Linked DNA regions of Gossypium hirsutum: region 2 is linked to region 1. The links are chromatin contacts, called in public Hi-C maps. All regions are on one chromosome and are shown on one strand. Each heading gives the region's core, a stretch centred on a gene start, on an enhancer-like site or on the middle of the called end of the contact. The rest is flanking DNA. Distances are from core to core; before and after follow the strand shown. Region 1 holds the start of LOC107924437 (ethanolamine-phosphate cytidylyltransferase). Region 2 holds the start of LOC107897860 (50S ribosomal protein L18, chloroplastic).

The links. A called contact is a pair of places that touch in the nucleus more often than the background predicts.
Region 2: a Hi-C map of leaf shows a contact between it and region 1, with 2.2 times the contacts expected there. The contact joins the promoter of LOC107897860 here to the promoter of LOC107924437 in region 1. A contact is called at or near these places in 4 of 34 Hi-C or Micro-C datasets (callus, leaf and petal).

What each region holds. Positions count from the first base shown.
Region 1 is chrD08:16,020,174-16,025,720 of Gossypium_hirsutum_v2.1, reverse strand. LOC107924437 (ethanolamine-phosphate cytidylyltransferase) reads right to left here and starts at 2,798. Exons shown (of 10, transcript XM_016854925.2): 1 at 2,637-2,798; 2 at 1,758-2,152; 3 at 834-1,069; 4 at 561-718. The coding sequence starts at 2,110.
Region 2 is chrD08:16,437,312-16,443,133 of Gossypium_hirsutum_v2.1, reverse strand. It overlaps LOC107897860 (50S ribosomal protein L18, chloroplastic), which reads left to right and starts at 3,157. Exons shown (of 4, transcript XM_016823443.2): 1 at 3,157-4,221; 2 at 4,306-4,565; 3 at 5,147-5,308. The coding sequence starts at 4,023. LOC121220304 reads left to right here and starts at 2,852. Exons shown (of 1, transcript XM_041099980.1): 1 at 2,852-3,571. The coding sequence starts at 2,852. The coding sequence ends at 3,571.

The DNA.
Region 1 (5,547 bases), core at 1,549-4,048:
TCCGTCCAATAAATTGCTTTAATCAGTTTCCTAAAAATTATCTTTCAAGCAAAAGATTTACATAAGCATTTTATCCAGACCTTTACGTTCATGATGCTACAGAACACATCTTTAATAAAACATTGCAAAGGGATTATAAGCCAGAAGGGCAGTCGGCCAGTTTGGTCATAACAAGACAATAGCTATGGTAAATGAGTAGCTCAACCAGCCTAATTTGAAGAAAGATGATATAAAATCATCTTTTTCTTGTTATTGTCAACTGCCAAAGGAGAGAGAATTAGCACTTTGTATGCCTTTACCAACTGAACTTGACAAACGTAATATAACTTTAGTATAATTTTTAGTAATAGGCTCGCCAAGCACTTTGGAGTTTTTGAGGCTATAACTCTTTCTTGCAAACAGATTTTAAAGAGTGCACTCTTTATTCCATGTTCATGCTGCCTAAAATTATAATTTCTTAAGTAATTATATCAATGAGCTAATCTCAAAGAAAGTTCTGAAGGATCCTTAATATGAAGCTTAGTTTCTCTTAGGCTGGCTAGTGTGAAACTAAATAGTACCTTGCCATTTGAAAATTGCACAATCCGCTGAGATGTTGGTAGAAATTGGGAAATCTGAGCCCTTTGTGAATGACATCTTTCACCTGAATCTCCATTCAAAAGTGTGCTAGTATGATCTCCACCCCCTTCAGTATCCTTTACAGAACAAAGTATTCTTCCTACATATGTATAATTAGTGAAATAATTAGAAATTACTGAAATTTACAGAAGCTAGTAGATGAAAAGGATTTAACCAAAGGAATCTTGAACACATCTCAAGAAAATTTTTATTACCAACAATATCCGTGCTGGAGACACCTTCAGTGCGTTTAATCTGCTTGTAGCGGCCGGCTTTCTTTGCCAAGGCATAAGCATCAGATCCATCAGGGAGAAGGCAAGGATCATCACCGTGTATTATATAGTCAATCTTATGCTCATTGAACAGACTGTTCATGAATTGCTCAGTAATTGCATAGGGGGCATTTGCTATTACTTGATCCACCCACTTTAATCCACTAACAAGTGCCAGCCTGGAGAGAACTTCAATGAGATCCATGGAACCACACAATACAGTAATTACAAAAATCTTACCAACAGTAGCGAGTTGACAAACAAACCATCAAGGGAAAGACTGGCATGCAGATTAATCAAGTTGAAAGTTGAGAACTTTATTGCATAGGAGATATTAATTTCAATACAGCTTAATAAGTTAGAAGCAAAGATAATACCTAAGGTATACAGCCTTCTTGCCTACATGCTCTTGAAAAAGAAATTGTTGCACCAGATAACTAGCCTCTGCAATTCATGTTGTTCATTAACTGATTTTACATGCATGTGAAGGTTCCATTGTAAAACAGCTAATCTGTTACAATTTATTAGGCTTCTTGATTCTCATACTTCAGAGTTGGATATATATAGACTTGCATGCATGCATGCACACACGCACGCACACACGTACATATATAATCTTTTTCCTCACTGTTTTCTTTCAACAAATTTATTTTTTCACATATGAGGATATCACAGTATTTTGAGCTGTGCTAGTTTTCAAAACCTTCATTAATAAGCCAAGGCATTGTGAATGCTTTCCATGTGATTAGAGTTAATGAAGATTCAAAACAGAGCAGTGTTTATATGTGCAAAACACAAGGATAAGGCAAAAATGAACTACAGATAATGAAATAAAATATCGAACGAAAAACAGAGTCACATTAGTACCTCTCTTCCATAGGCAGAACAGGAGGACCTTTATTGGCAATAATCTCCTCATCACTTACAACCCCAACCACCAATTCATCTCCCAAAGCCTTAGCTTGCCTCAACGCATTGGCATGGCCATAATGCATGAGATCAAAGCACCCATCCATGTAAACTCGAATGCGCTTCTTCTCACACTTCTTCTTGTGGAAGATCCCTGAATCTGACCAAACATATGACAATGGGAACAGTCCAATTCCACCGAAATAAGTGGTAGACAAACCAAGCAAGGCAGCCGTTAGCATTAGGCCACCAAAGAGACGTGGGCAGTAATACACCCCGTCCCAAATCCAATTGTTACTCTCGTATTCCATTGCTATCCTCTCTTCGAACCGCAATAACAGGAGACACAGAACCTAAAACATGGCAATACCAAATAATAATAATTTTATTAATAATGATAAGAAGAAGAATGTAAGATTTGCAATAAAGGAAAATTTCAGAGACCTTTCAGGCTAACTTTACACGAAAGTTTATGTATAAATAAAAGGCAATTAATATAATTTCACTTTTCTAATTTGGGCAGAAAGGAGGGCCTTTATTGGCAACGATTGAAAGAGAATCTGAAACTTGTAAAACATACAAATTAATAAATGTGTTATGGGTTGTATATAAATACATGCAAAAATGAAATTCAGAAGTATGAAAAAGCTTAATTAAAACTGGATTTGTTAAGAAAGTGTTAAATCTGAATCTTACGCAAAATCAAGAAGCCAGATCATATGAATTTTAGTTAAAAATGGGCAAATCTAATTAAGTTTGAGGACTGCAAATTCTAACGAAAGGAAACGGAAAAGCGTGAGAATTGGAATATGTGAAGATGGTAGATCGAATCTTTACCTTTCTTTGCTGTAGTTTTTCTTTAATTCTGGGTTCGTGTCTCCTCCTTTTCTTTTTTTCTTTTTCTTTTTTTTTTTTGTTTTTCCTTCTCTCGTTTCTCTCACACGGGATTTGTGAGTGGCAGCTGGCCCAGTATGTATTGCATTTCGTCTAATTAAATTAAACAAGTTGCAAACAATATCGTTTTCTCACAAATATCCTTCCAATTGTTTGTTTTCTTTCCCAAAGCAGTCGGGTCGGGTTTAATTTCCATACATCAATATCACATGTATATATACAACAAAATAAACTTTTCTTTTAAAAAAAAATACAAGTCTTTGTTGGCATAATTAAAATATTTAGAATCATATTATATATATATTACACCATATCATGTATCTTTTATATATTTTTTATAGGAAATTTTTTATTTAAAAATGGTATACTTGCTTTCTTGAATTACCTTTTTTAAAAGTTTTATTTAAAAATAATAATTCACTATTTTAATTTACATTATACATTATTTTTATTTAATATTTCTCTAAGAACAAAATAATACATTTCCCTTGATAAATAAATATTTTTAAGATTTATATATTTAATTAATTAAAATGCTTCTATATTTATAAAATACTTTTAAGTATAAATATACTCATGATTGTTAAATCTACTTTTAATATATAATATTATTTTTTATTTTAAAACAACATTAAACTAATATATTTATGTAATTGTGTTATAAATAAACACTGTTGTTAAATTATATTATATATATGATTTGATGTACTCCATCCAAATTATTTGCACATATTTTAATATTTTTTATTACAACTTTATATTAATTTCTAAACCAAATTTTTTATATTTAGTTATTAATTCTTTCATATATTGCTTCATTAAAAAATTTAATTAATAGTATGTAAATGTTGGTAATATATATGACTTCGAAACCGTTTTTAATATCAAAATATCATCACATATTTTATCTTTTCTATGTTTTGGGCATATATTATACTGTGCAATTTTTTTATCACATGCGTTAGGAGTGAAGTTAGAAATTTTTTTAAGAAGATAGAATTAATTTGTATATTTTATGAGAGTCAAAATGCAATTTCACAATTGTAATAACTTATATCTTTATAATTTTTAAATAATTAAATTATAATTTTATTATTTTAGGGGTCAAATTATAATTTTACTGTTTACTCAATTAAAATCTTGTAAAACTTAAAGAGTCAATATTGCAATTTTACATTTTAGGGGTAGTGCCTTTGTCAACCTCCTAGCTCCGTCCCTAATGTGCATTGTACTGGTGAGAAAACCAGTATATTTAATATAATAAGGACCAAAATCATGTAATGATGACAAGTGCGGATTTCTCTTTTTTTTAATGTAATTTCTATATTTTTTTTTCTTTTTTATTTAATTGTTCATTATTTATTAGATTAGATTTTTCAAAATTTTCATTTATCTATTAATTGTATCTATATGGTAATAATAAATTTCAAAAACTCATTTTATCTCTTTAGAGAAATAGAAGTGTCATAAATTCTATATTGACCAGATAACACTTTAATAGTTAACACTTACTGTTACACTTGATATTTCCTTAAGTCTGAAATTTAGGAATAATTGGGGGTTAAATTGAAAGAATTCGTAAGTTGACAGGTTTTACTAAAAAATCAAGAAAAATTTAGTGGTTGATTTGGACATAGTTGATTCCCAATTCTGGTTCAATTGGATTAAGACCAACTAGTTTCTTAGTGGGAGACAAAATGGTTATCGATGGGTAATTTTTATAGGGTTGATAATCGTGTGTAAAAGGCTATAAATAGTTGAGAAATGAATTCTCAGGGTGAAATCTTCTCAATTTTGTTTAATTTTATTCTCTTTTTCATCTTTTTCTTTGGTTGCTCCAAAGAAGTGATAATTCCGAGAAGCTCTGCATGGAGCGGTGATCATGAGGTTTTAGTCGAAAAAGTAAAAAATCTAGTGAACTGGTAAAGTCCTAAGTCCTTTAGTGTTCGTAAAATTGAGAAATGAAGTTAAGAATTCCTTGAACCTTTGAGGGGTTTTGCATGTTTTTGAAAACTGAGTTTTTAAGTGGGAATGTTAAGTTTAATTTATGGCTTTGATTATTATGCTTAGCTGCTAGGAGAATGGGAGCTCCGGCATTCGGAAAAGCTAAGCTGATGAAGCAAATAAGCATTAGGTGAGTTTATATACTCCATACATGGATGTGCTTTGAATGTTATATGATTGATATGATCTTTGCTATTTGAGAATTATATGTATACATAAGGATGACTAGGTATATGAATGTCCGCAAGTGTGTTGGTATGCATGAAATGGTTGTGGTACTACATATAAACCTAGTGTATACCGCGTTATTTTGTTTATGTGATGATACGCATGTGTCTGCTTGTTTATGAATTGTGAAGTATGGAGGGAAATTAATGGCGGGATAGATGGAGCAGGATTTGGCGTATGAAGAAATAGGAGGATGGACAGGGAAATGAAATTTTTGGTAGATTCCGCAATTCGATGTTACAGGTTGTAAACCGTGATGTACAAAGCTCTGGGTATTGCGGAAGGGACACTATGGTATTCGAGCATCAAGGTTAAATGTGAGATAGAATGATATTGACTAGCTCACTAGAGCGATACCATGATGATTGCCTGTTGACTCTACAGAGAAATATCGCAACGATAGTAAGGTCCTTTAGGACGACACCGTAGAAACAATTATTAAGTCCTTTGGGGCGACACCTTAAAAAGGTTAAGGTGTAAAATCATAGCTCGACTATGGCAACCAATAGAGTTCGCCAGGACAGTAAACATGGGATAGTTTGCTAGGACATTAAACATGAGGATTACAGGTGTAAGACCATAACTTGACTATGGCAACCAATAGAGTCTGTCAGGACATTAA
Region 2 (5,822 bases), core at 1,908-4,407, 420 kb before region 1:
TTATAGGCTCATACAGACCGAGTTCGGTTTAGGGGAATACATTTCCCTATAGCTGCACGGAGATGAAAATCTCACGAAGACATAGGTACGGATGTATTCCGAAAGTGATCCACTATCCTGCACGGAGGTGAAAACCTCACGAAGGAGTAGCTTCTCACACCCACTTAAAAGGGAAAGACTAAAAGTCTTTATGCAATATGATGCCAAGGTATAAAACAATAATTATACAAACAAATGCAAAGAGAGGATCGTAATTTTTCAAATCAAATTTTCAATTTTCGATAATAAGACAAGAAACAATCAATTTTACGGTTTGACTCTCTAAATGCTTCCCTAATGGAGTCGCCAAGCTGTCGAAACCACTTTTAAATTTTGAAAAAATTGCGATCGACTTTGACAATAAGATGGGAGTCGCCACCGATCTTTTATTAAGGTGTGACTGGTTTACCATTGAAAAATAAATTTTAGGTCTGTGAGATTTGAGAAAACAGGTTCGGGAGTCGGTTACGCACGAGGAAGGGTTAGCACCCTCGTGACACCCAAAATTGGTACCGAATTGATTGTTTAATGTCTTAATGTCAAAATTTTGAAAATATTTTAAAATACAATCCTTTTAACTTGAATAAATTGAATAATAAAATACTCTTATTTCAAATAAATAAAAAGTCACACCCAGTGAGTTAGGGCGCAACATTTTTAATCTTCAAAATTAAGTTTATCTTTTAACTTTTAAAACCCATCCATTTGAGAAGGATATTTGATTATTTGGGTCAAATGTGAAAATCAAAACCCAGTAAGTTAAGGTTCAATTTCACAAAATTCCTAAATATCGAATATTGTCTTTATTCTCATTTGTTAGAAAAATCCTCATCTCGAGAAAATGATATGACATATCCAATGCGTTAGGACACCACACATCGAATTCTCGAGAATGAGCTTTTTATTTATGTTTTTTTAATTAAAGAGCGTTTTCGACCATTTAGATTCAACGAAGAAAATCGATACCCAATACGTTAGGGCTCAATCCTCTTGAATCTAAACATGAAATTTTACTTATTCAAAAGTCATAATTTAAAAGAATATTTTACTATTTAAGTTAAACGAGAAATCGATACCCCGTAAGTTAGGGTACAGTTTTCTCGAATTGCCAAAACGCAAAATATGGCCTTGTTTTCGAAATTTTATTCTTGAATAGTTGCGAGTATAACACTTAAAGGCATACATTTATTTTGTTTGGGGATAAAATAAAGTGGATTATATCAAACATGCAATGACATGAAATAAAATATAGTAGCATGCACGGAACAACAATATACGAATACAATATTTATGCAAGTGGATGCCAATGATATGTAAGCGAATAAGCGAACTAAAGTGCACACAATAGCAATAGTCTCACAATATTCATCATCCAAATACAATCATTGATAAATAAAGACCCATTAATTAGACAACAATTTGGGGTAAATAATAAGGATTTAAAATGAATAATGCAAGATATTCAAAATTAACGATGCACAATTTAACATAACTAGAACATATAATAGATTACAATAAACACTTTCAAACAATTTAAACAAACGTTGCACAAGACAATTTAAAGGAAATGATCTGAAATCTAAAGAAATAACACATGTAAAACATTTAATAAAATAGCGTAGAAAGCAATTTAAATAGGTAATATATGAAATAACTTAACGTAGATAATATCAAACATTTTAATATGAATAATAAAATGAAATGAAATAAATAAAATATAAATTGATAAAAAGGGAATCATAAATATAAAAATTTAAATGAAGTAAAATTTATAAAAGCGTTAAATTAAAATCTGAATAAAATTCGGGGGTTTAAAATTGCAAAGAGAGGTGAACGCCGCCTCCGTTTTTTCCCTTTCTCTGCCATTTCAAATCTAAGGCCTCTTCCCATTCGACTCCGATTCGTGCCGAGGAGAAGAAGGCTTCATCGACGCACCCACGAAGGTAAGGGTCTCCTTCCTCCTCTCCCTTCGTTTCTGTTTTGCAAACAATAAATAAAAAGAAAAGAAAGGAAAGAAAAAAAAAGAATCGACAAAAGATAAAAAAAACGAGAAGAAAAAAAAGTAACTCTTCTCCAACGCCGCTCAGCAAACCAACGCTTGGAGGCCCCAATCCCTCGCCCGACTCCGATTGCGACGGAGTGAACGACGTCTCGGCTACCAGGTGAATTTCTCTTCCTCCTCTCTCTTTGCCTTTTGTTTCATACTATTAACGAACCACAGTAAAGAAGAAGAACGAAGGAAAATAAAAAGAAAACAGAAACCAGCGAAAGTGGGATTCAAAATCACCTTTTTTTTCTATTCTGAATGCGTGGTCCTTTACAATATTCGAATGGCCCTTTTTTATGGCCAGCATTACAAAGAAAATAAAAAAAAGAAAATAAAAAGAAAAATCCTCTCCCCATCCCCTCTGTTGCCCCTTTTCTCTGTTTTGTTGCTTATTTCTTTTGTCATTTGTAGGTACATGATCGTACAGAGGCACGTGTGAGGAGCGGCTCGAAGGTGTGGTCGCACACGCACGAGAGGAGAGTGTGCTGGCTGTGCAGTCATGCAGCGCCCAGGGTTTTCTAGTGTTTCCTGCTTCTGATTTTTGTTTTGGGCTGCGTTATGCCTTGGGTCCGGGTTAAGTGTTAGGCTAACTGGATTGAGGAAATTGGGATAGGCTAGTGGGTTAAAAACAATTTGGGCCTAGGTATATGGACTATTTCTGGACTGTTATTAATTTTTATTTTGTTTATATTTTGATTTGGTTTACGGGCCGGGCAAATGGGCCTATTACAACTATCACTTCAGAATATTATAATGAACCAGAGCATGGACTTCGTACAGTGGCTTACCTGGGTGTTTGAACAGCTCACCCCTTGTCAAGGTCGCCTTTTCTGCTACGCACTTTGGGCCATATGGGGAGATCGAAACAGAAGAATACACGAGGAAAAAGTCAGTAACGGAAAAGAAATTGCAAACTTCATCAGTAACTACATTACTGAGCTTACTGGTTTCGAAAAAAGAAAATCGGTAATAATAACAGAAAACAAAAGATGGAGGCACCCACATTGTGAGTTCATCAAGATTAACTTCGACAGTGCATACAATGAGAGTCAAAACCGTTCAGCTTCAGGTATTATGGCCAGAGATGCGGAAGGAAAAGTTCTTTTATCCTGTTCAGAGATCCACAATGACATTACCTCTGCATTTGCTGCTGAAGCAATAGCGTGTTGGAAAGCAGTTCAAATAGGAGTCGAAAATGGATGGCAGTCAATCATCTTTGAAGGAGATTCCTTCGCAATAATAAAGAAATGCAACATAAAGGGTCAAGATCGATCACTGGTAGGGGCATATATTTATGATATCCAACAGAAAATAAGTGGCTCCAATAATATCAGATTCCAACATACACCAAGAACTGCAAATAATCTTGCACATATTCTTGCAACAGAAACTCTAAGAAGGAAAAAGGAGATATACCTGGAAATGGAGGTCCCTGACTATGCCGAAGAGCAAAAAAGGTACGATTGGGTATGTGAACCAGATTAGGAAAGCTTTAGGAGATGAAGAATGGAAGAGAGAAAGTTTCAAAACAAAAAAAGAAAATGAAATGTTTCAGAAGGAAAGTTTTGAAAAATGAAATCGTCAACTGGGCAATGAAATGATAGAAAGAGGAGAAGACAGATTTCATCAAATTCTGATTGGGCAATGGTTCGGCGCATTAAGTGTCGTTTCTAGAGTATTCTTTAATAATATCTAGATATTTGTTTAACTTTGGCCATCTGAAATCTTGGGCCGTTTTTCTTAGGATAATAGGTATATGTTTTTATTTTGTACAGATGTTTTATCTTATTAATAAAAGCCCCATCTAAAATAATTAAAAAAAAAACAGTGGCTTAGAAATAGTATATAATGTAAAATTATGATATTGGGTTGGGCTTGGCTTTTTGAGTTGAGGCGGAAGGTGATGGGACCAACACGCAGGGGATGAGAACAGGACATGGTGTTCAGGCAAGCAAGGCCGAACTGGCCGAGGACATGCCCTTTATTTCATTCATACGCTTTATCCCTTTTCTTATCCAAATCCCGCTCCTCCCAGACTTCACTCCCCTCTCACAGCAACACTCATAGCACTATCCACACTTGCTTTCTTTGCGTTGCCTTCCAGTACATCCCCATTTTAAAGCCTTGGAAAGCAGGTATGACGTATTGTTTCTTCTGTTTAATAATAAATGAATGATAAACATGGGTATGTTTTTGATGATATTTGTTTAAATTGAAAGGCAGACAGACAGCATTAAGGAATCTCGAATCTCAACTGGGTATGGAAATTACTGCAACGGCTATGACTATGACTGTCACTACGGGATTACAGTTTGCTGGTTCTCTCAATCATAAACAGACTTCTTTTTTAGGAGTTCCCTTGAGGCTGTCAATGTCAAACCCTCAGCCATCTTTACCCTCTGTCTTCCTCAATGTTCAAGCCAAAGCTCGCACCCGAACGGAAGATCGTGAGGCCCGCCATTCTCGCATTAGGAAGAAGGTTGCTACTATTTCTTTTTAAGCATTATATTTTATTTGTTTAAAGCGAATCCTATTTCTTATATCAGTTATACTCTCATTAAGCAAATGCAAATTCCTTTTACATTTATCCCCATTTCTTATCTTATCAAGTACTGATTATCTTTCAAATTTACTCATTTATTAAAAATGATGTTTCCGTACATGTTTTGGGACCAAATGGGGTTAGATTATTTTGTCCATAGGATATATTAGATTAAGGAACCCTGTTATGTTAAGCTGTGGTAAAACTTTGTAAGAGTCATGCTATTTTATGTGCCAAAGAAACAAATAAGAGCTATAATATTTTCTTCTTCTTATATAGAAGAATTGATGGGAGTTAAGTGTAAACTTTATCTTTAATAAGTTAGAAAAGAGGGGGATGGGCGGATAAATGAGATTCTTTTGATCATCATCATCATCTTTCTTAATGGTTGGTTTCCTCTCCGAATGGACTTGATATTGATATAGTGAAATCTATTGGCTTTGGTTCCTATGGGTTTAAGTCCCTCAAGCATACAGAGTTTCCCCTATCTTACTACAGGGGGTTTCTTGCTTTTGTAGATTGAAGGGACACCAGATAGACCAAGACTGTGTGTCTTCCGCTCGAACAAGCATCTCTATGTCCAAGTCATTGATGACTCAAAGATGCACACACTAGCTTCCGGTTCAACAATGCAGAAACCGATTTGTGAGGAGTTCAACTACACATCTGGTCCTACCATTGTGAGTCCATAGATAAATTTAGTTGTCAGCTGAATCATTTTCAGCTTTTTCTACCTGGCTTTCATTCATTGCTCTGGTTCTGAATGATAACTAAAGGGTTTTTGATTGGCCTGCTTGTTTTACTTAAGCAAATAAATTGCTTTAATAAGCAGTTATTTATGTTTTTTGGGTGTGTTTCTTATTTCCAATTGGTCAAAAGAAATGCCAAAGGAAAAAAAGTGCTTGAGTTCTGTTGGTGAGTATTATTCTGGATGGAAGAAAAATGGAAAGAAGTGGTATTTAAGCCTTCAACTGTCTCAAATATTAGGCCCTTTTGGGAGTTAGCAATTATTCTTGATTTGCCATTCTCTCCTACGATTACCTTCTCCCTGCAATTTTGAATCTCATTTGTTGAGTCCATACATGTTGAGTATGTGCTGATAGTTATTTCGTATTGTTTATGTTTGTGTCCATAGTTGAATTTACTTCTCATCATCCTTCATTCTGTTTCAGCGTGGAGCTTGATCTTTTTGTT